Linked DNA regions of Rattus norvegicus: region 2 is linked to region 1. The links are chromatin contacts, called in public Hi-C maps. All regions are on one chromosome and are shown on one strand. The core of a region is the stretch at or near the end of the contact, and the rest is flanking DNA. Distances in the headings are between cores, read along the strand shown.

Region 1 (3,264 bases), core at 622-3,121:
CAAAAAAAAACAAAAACAAACTTATTCAACTGGCTTTGAAAACCAGCGATAGCAGGACAAAGCAACATCATTCTTTCACATGTGCTTCCCTTCCAATTACTCCTTCACCTCCCTCCACTGAGTTCTCTTCCAGCTACTGCCTCAGTGGAACTCTTCCTCCAGGCCCTGGAGCCTGGGACAAACTTCCTTGATACACTCGCAGAAGTGGCCCTTAAATCTCTCTCGAAACACAGATGACATGGAACCAGAATGCCAGAGGTTTGCATGGAGGTGAGTGACTTGCCTAAGGTCGCACAGCCCGAAAGTCCGGCTCAAAGCCAGCAGCCTCCTTAGAAAAGTCAAAATTGCCGCTGGAGTGTCTTCCCTCCGCCTGGGCCTGTGCTCGCTCACGGAGGAGGTGACCCCTAACCTGGCACAGCGCCCGGTGGACGACGCTGCGGCGCCCACCCCTTGGGGTAAGGCGGTGGACACGAGCTCGCCACCGCAGCGAGGCAGACTCACCGGCCTCCCGCTGCCCAAGCAATTTAGAGAAGGCAGTTCCGGCTGCTGAGGAAGCCCCGCCCATCTGTCAATCTCCTGCAGGGGCTGAGCCTTGTATAGAGGGCAGAGCCTGTAAAGTGCTTTGCTCACCCGTCTCTGCCAGAAGCCCATTACACTTTAGTTGAGTGACTAAAGGAACAGTTCACTCTTCACCCAGGCCCCATTATAATCTCCAACGCAAGCTGAGACTCAGCAGCGTCCCCTTGGTCCTCCTATCCAGGACCTCAATCACAACCCTCTGTCATACCTTTTTACCACCGGTCTTCTCAATGTGATTGAGTGCAGGTGTGAAATGAATGCTGGCTTTTTTTTTTTTTTTTTTTAATTTTTGCTTTTTATTCAGTAGAGTTCCTTGGGCCTGTGGGAGTCCAAAGGGAGCTCAGAGAACCTTGCACCCTGACGGAACCTGAATCTTGTGTGTTGCACAGATGGTGCCTTCCGCTAGTCAAGCATGGCAGCATTTCAACCCTTTTCAGTCTCCAGTTTATGCTGCGTGATGTGATTGACCTTCTGTGACCCATGTGATGCAGCAACCTCAAAATCCCTACAAAAAACATGAGACTAGATCTCTAAAGGTGGCATCTTCTAGATAACATCCTCCAGGAGGCAAGGCCAATGCACATCTTTTTTAAATAGTAGCAATCTACTCAAATTACATGAGAAATTTCAAATTAATTCCCTATCTCCCCAACCCCACCTCTTGCCACCCTACTCCGCACTCCGAGAAGCCCACCTGTGTTCACAATATTCACACTGACTCTCGTGCAAGGCACCTTACCTCCTCTTTGTCTGATCCTTTGACCGGGTCTCTGCATGTCTCTTTCCCCCCAGCTTCTCGTCTGTGATGTATCATTTCTTTAAATATCTTCCTGATGGTTACCTCTGCTGCCCCTGGATCCCCAACTCAAATCACTTGTGGGTACAAAGTGGTGATCTAGAAGCTGATCACCTGTAGAGTGTCACATCTTCCTAGATCTGAAGAATGGAGGGTCACTGAAAGAAATGAAGATTCAGGTACTAAGTGCTGTGTCAGGGTTGGGGGGGGGGTGTAGCAGTCCAGCTGATGTCAGACTTTCAAATGAGCAGGGTCTCCCGCAGCGGGTACAGACTCTAATGCAGGGGCTGTCACAGGCCCAGACCACCCCATTTGAGAGGGGAGCCTGCTTCTGCCTCAGGTCCTTTGGGGAGGGATCTACTTTAGACTAAGGGCGTCTACAATGGGCAGGGGCAGGTAGTGAGATAGCAACAGTGAGGGTGTGCACAGGGGATGCAAACAGCAGACAGACTCCCCCACTGTCCAGGCAGTTGGTATGCTCCAGAATCTGAGCAGCTCCTTCCAGCATCCTTCATCCTTCAGGTACCAGCCATCTGGGCAGTGCTTAAGCTGCAGAAACTGAGACCACCCCTCCAAGGATCTCCAGTCTGAGCGTCTCCAGTGACCTTCTCTGCATTAACTGTCAGTGCTACAGATATTTTTAGCTCCAAGTCCTGGCAGGGTGGGGCACTTATCTGAGGCAGGGTTTGGTGCCCCCTCCCCACTGACCCTACATCTCAGGCTGCGGCTGCTGCTGCTGCTGTCACTTCAGGTGAGTAGAGAGCAGCTTTTTTTCTCTTTAGGGCTTAAGGGGACATGTGGCTGATGTAATTTCATCAGGGTGGGGCTCTTTCTGACTGAGGCTTTTATTGCTGGTAACATACTTGGCTCGAAGACTTAAAATCCTTAAATCGTTTGATGACCAAGACCCAGGATTAGGAGAGCATTTCATCTCATCTTCTCCATTCTCCCCACTTAAAAAAAAGGGGGGGGGGATGGCCACTGGAGAATGGAGATATTGAGGGCACAAAATATTGGGGCACAATCCTAGCTGTGTGGTTGCTGAAGAGCCGAGTGCTTCAGCTGAGGGTACTGAGTTATCTGTCTTTACTCCAGGATGAAAGGGGAGACCCCCGTTAACAGCACTATGAGTATTGGCCAAGCACGCAAGATGGTGGAACAGCTTAAGATTGAGGCCAGCTTGTGCCGGATAAAGGTGGGTGCGATCCTGGCTCCCATTAGTCCTCCAGGCCTCAACTGTAGGTTTGCAAACCCCCGGAGAAGAAAAAAAAATGCTTCTTTTCTTGACACCCTGAGGTCAGAGGCAGAAACTGGGCTTTGTCAGCAAAGTTGTTCCGAGGACTGGCGTTGGGGGAGAGGGCTGTCTCAAAGGGCACTAGAAACAAAAAGATAGCCTTTTTGGCGAAGGAACTGCAGTCCCTCTCAGGAATTCTGGTTAATGTTTCCCCTCCTGGCTGTGTCCCAGGTGTCCAAGGCAGCAGCAGACCTGATGACTTACTGTGATGCCCACGCTTGTGAGGATCCCCTCATCACTCCTGTGCCCACTTCGGAGAACCCCTTCCGGGAGAAGAAGTTCTTCTGTGCGCTCCTCTGAAGAGCGCTGTACCTCCTCTGAACTCATCTCCCCCTCCCAGACCCGCCCTTAGATTGGAAATCATAGCAGTCCATTTCTACCCGCACTTATCCTGAGATTATCTGAAGCACAAGGCCCTCCTTACCCACCTCTACCCCATCTCCTCACCCTTTCAGGCCAACTCCAAGCACTCTATCTATAAAGGGACCCCGCTAAACTGCCAAAATCCTGCCTGTTTCCCTCGGTGATCCATCCGTTCAGGCAATGGAGAGGGGGATGCCCGGGTGCTCACCTGGAGCTACGAAAAGGTAAAGGC
Region 2 (3,094 bases), core at 159-2,658, 270 kb before region 1:
AGATGGTCCCTGGGCAGAAGACTGGACAGAGAACTATGGCTTGTGCCAAAGCATAGGCCCCACCCAGATTTGGCAGGGTGTGAACTAGGGTGAGAAGAGCAGGTGAGACTAGGTTCACACTGTGCTGCTACCAGGAAAGGACTCTCCCACCCCACCCCCCTTCCCCAGGTCACTTCCCCTCCTACAAAGGATCTGTTTGTTGTTCTTCCTAACTACTCTTACCTCCAACCTTTCCCAGGGCCCCTGCTCCCCAACACAATAGCCAGGCCACCCCAGAGCATCAAAGCATCAAAAGGGCATTTTCAGAAGTATTTACAAATCAAAGCAGCTGTTCACCTCTCTCTCCAAACCCAGGAGTATTTACCTTGGGCTAAAGATCCTGAGGTTCTCCTGATATTCAAGTACAGCCTAGGACTCCCTACCCATGCAGATCCCCAGGGACTTGAACTCCTGAACCCCCAGCCTTGTAGTCAGAAACCAAGCATTGAATCTTAAAAGCAAGAAAGAAGGCCAAGTTTTCTCTCCTCCAGGCTTGTCCAGGCCCCTCCTCTGCACCCACTGAGCGAGGTGTGGGCCCCACATACCTTTGGGCTGACTTCACCCTGATCCAGCCTGTCTGTCCTGAGCCTCCCCAGTCCAGGCCATTTCATCTTATCTCTAACATAGATCACGCAGATATCACACCATGGATGCCTCATGACTAAAACGTGTGCTACTTTCCCAAGCCCTTTCCCACCCTGTCCCTGTGGCAGCACAAATTCCAACATATTTGCTGTCTGCTCTCAGCATATTTGTTGCCCTACCCTGAAAGGGTCAGGACCTTGGGTGGGGCACTGCCACATGGGTAAAGCCCTCCCCCCACCCATTCCTGCTCCCATCTCTGCCTCCAGGTTCCCGACTGAGTCGGAACTTGAAAATGTGCTGCAGGGACTGGCTGCTGGGCCTGTGGGTACAACTCCTCTGTTTTCATGCACCTCCCAAGCTTGCAGAGGGCTAAACCAGTGTCCTAACCAACGATTCAGTGGACCCCTTGGGAAGGACTTCATTGTATTTGACAAAAGTGGTGTCAGCCCTGGTTCCTGTCTCTAACCACCATGGCTATTGTTCTACCACCTCCCCAGATGTCCAGCCCCAGCCCCAAAGGGAAGCCATGCCAGGGAAGAGGCTAATGCAGAATAATCCAGCCCCTCTGAGGCTCAGCAGGCATCCTGCCCTTCACCGGAGCAGTTCTCAGAACAACCATGCTGTCAGCCCGAGGGGAGGTGCCTACCTCCGAGGCCTGGCACGCACACGACCAGACCTGTAAACCTATGGTGCTGTTGGGGCTCTGAGGCCACAGCATACAGCCCAGCTTCTAAGTCTATCTCTGTTTCAAGGCTTCCTAAGTCACATGGGAGGCAGCTGTGTCCAAGCCTCAAAGAAGCAGCCTGAGGAATGAGGAAACCCAACCTCCTTTCTTGGAATCTGTGCTTCTCAGCCAGTCTTGTCACTAAGCCTGAAAGAATGATAGAAGATTGATAGCAACATTTCCAGTGCTGTGATGGCCAATTACTCACTGCACAGAAAATCTTTAGATACCCATAGAGCATGTGTTAGTCGTTATTGTATATTTATCATCCCAAATGTCACCAACCAGACCACCCTTTCTGATCCCCTGACTCTTCAAGGTCATCAGCCTGCATCTTTACCATGGGCCTCTGGCTGTGTAGTGTGGCCCAGAGCTCAGAAGGCTGAGGCAGAGTCAGACCAGCCTAAACTACAGAGTAAGAATCGTGTCTAAACAGACAAGCAAGTAACTAAGTAAGCCACTGCTCTGTGGTCTCAGAAGTTAACTTCGACGATTTTGACCCATTCCCTAAACTGGCAGGGACTCTGCTCTTCTCGCATGGGTGCCCACACAAAGGAGAAAACCAGCTTTACATTCTATGGCTTAGGAAACATTTTCACTTCTGTTTCTACAATGTGGAATAGACAGGTCATTAACAAACACTTGCTAGTTCTGAACGAGCCCTACCAGGCAGAGCATGGTTGAAGTCAGGGATGGAGACCTAGCATCTAACACACAGGATAACTGCACAGGGGAGACTCGCACCCCAGCTCTGCCTGGTTCCAGTCTCCATTTGATTTTTTTTCCCCCTCAGCAACAAGCTCGTTCACAACCAGTTAAGTTTGTCCTCCTTCAAAAAGAAGTTCAGATGTCAGAAGAATTAGAGACAGCCACACAATGAAAAGCAGATGTCTTGCCCCTTGTCTCTGGAGCAGCTCCCAGGAAAGGGAGGACAACTGGCTGATGGGTGGCCCCTGCAGCCACCCCACCCATGAGCTCAGCTCCTGGCAGACAGTTCTTCTTCATGAAGAAGTGGGCCTCCTGGGCCCAGAAGAGACAACAGAGCTGGGGCCAGACCACAAGGCTGCTCCACTCTGGGGGTCAGAACAAGGAGTGTCCAAAGCCAGCCACATTTTCATTAACTCTCTCCTTAACTACCCTAGAAGGCCGATGCTATCTATGCCTGTGGTTCCTTTCTGAGGTAGGGCCTCACTGTATAGCCCGGGCTCACTTGGAACTCACTATTATGTAGACCAGGCTGGCCTCCAGTTCACATTGGTCTCCCTGCCCCTGCCCCTGCCTTGGCTGCTGCTTCCCAAGGGCTGGGATTACAGGTGGACTCGACCACACCCAGCCATGTGGTTTTCCAAACTAACACGAATACCAGAATATGAATCAGGGCCTATAGACTCCACAGTGCAGCCACCCTACAAATGTGATCTCCACTTTGGGAGCTTCTACCTCTGGTACTCTGGTCAAACCAGAATGAAGCTGCTTTCAGAGCAGAGGCTACATCCTCCTTGCTATAGCTGTGTGTCTAACTCACAGAGTAAGTGAGCCTTACTCATCCGGGTCTTTAGGGACCTAGTCACTATAAAGGCTCTAAGATAGAGTTACCAGAAAGTCCAGGGCCTTGGGGAGGAAGACAGCAAGCAAGGCTCATGAGCATGGTGGTTGGGTAGGAAGAAGGCAAAGGCAAAATGAGGAGCAGGCACAGACCGTGACTGAGGGCTCGGTTTCAGGGCCCCAGATAAACAAGCGCCCCCT

Evidence for each region. A called contact is a pair of places that touch in the nucleus more often than the background predicts.
Region 2: a Hi-C map of the A7r5 cell line shows a contact between it and region 1, with 5 times the contacts expected there. The contact joins the enhancer-like site here to the promoter of Gng3 in region 1. A contact is called at or near these places in 7 of 12 Hi-C or Micro-C datasets (the A7r5 cell line, the Rat2 cell line, Schwann cells and 4 more).

Annotation. Positions count from the first base shown.
Region 1 is chr1:215,161,325-215,164,588 of GRCr8, reverse strand. It overlaps Gng3 (G protein subunit gamma 3), which reads left to right and starts at 1,871. Exons shown (of 3, transcript NM_053658.1): 1 at 1,871-2,126; 2 at 2,471-2,570; 3 at 2,841-3,264. The coding sequence starts at 2,472. The coding sequence ends at 2,969. Bscl2 (BSCL2 lipid droplet biogenesis associated, seipin) reads right to left here. Exons shown (of 12, transcript NM_001012171.2): 1 at 3,241-3,264; 2 at 1,319-1,533. The coding sequence starts at 1,393.
Region 2 is chr1:215,427,640-215,430,733 of GRCr8, reverse strand. No RefSeq gene overlaps it. Among named protein-coding and RNA genes, the nearest start is that of Scgb1a1, 20 kb to the right of the region's middle. Within about 2 kb of position 1,408, at least 18 of the 93 cell types and tissues checked have an H3K27ac peak or open chromatin away from gene starts, as enhancers often do. A contact at or near this core is called in the A7r5 cell line and Schwann cells, where this site is marked.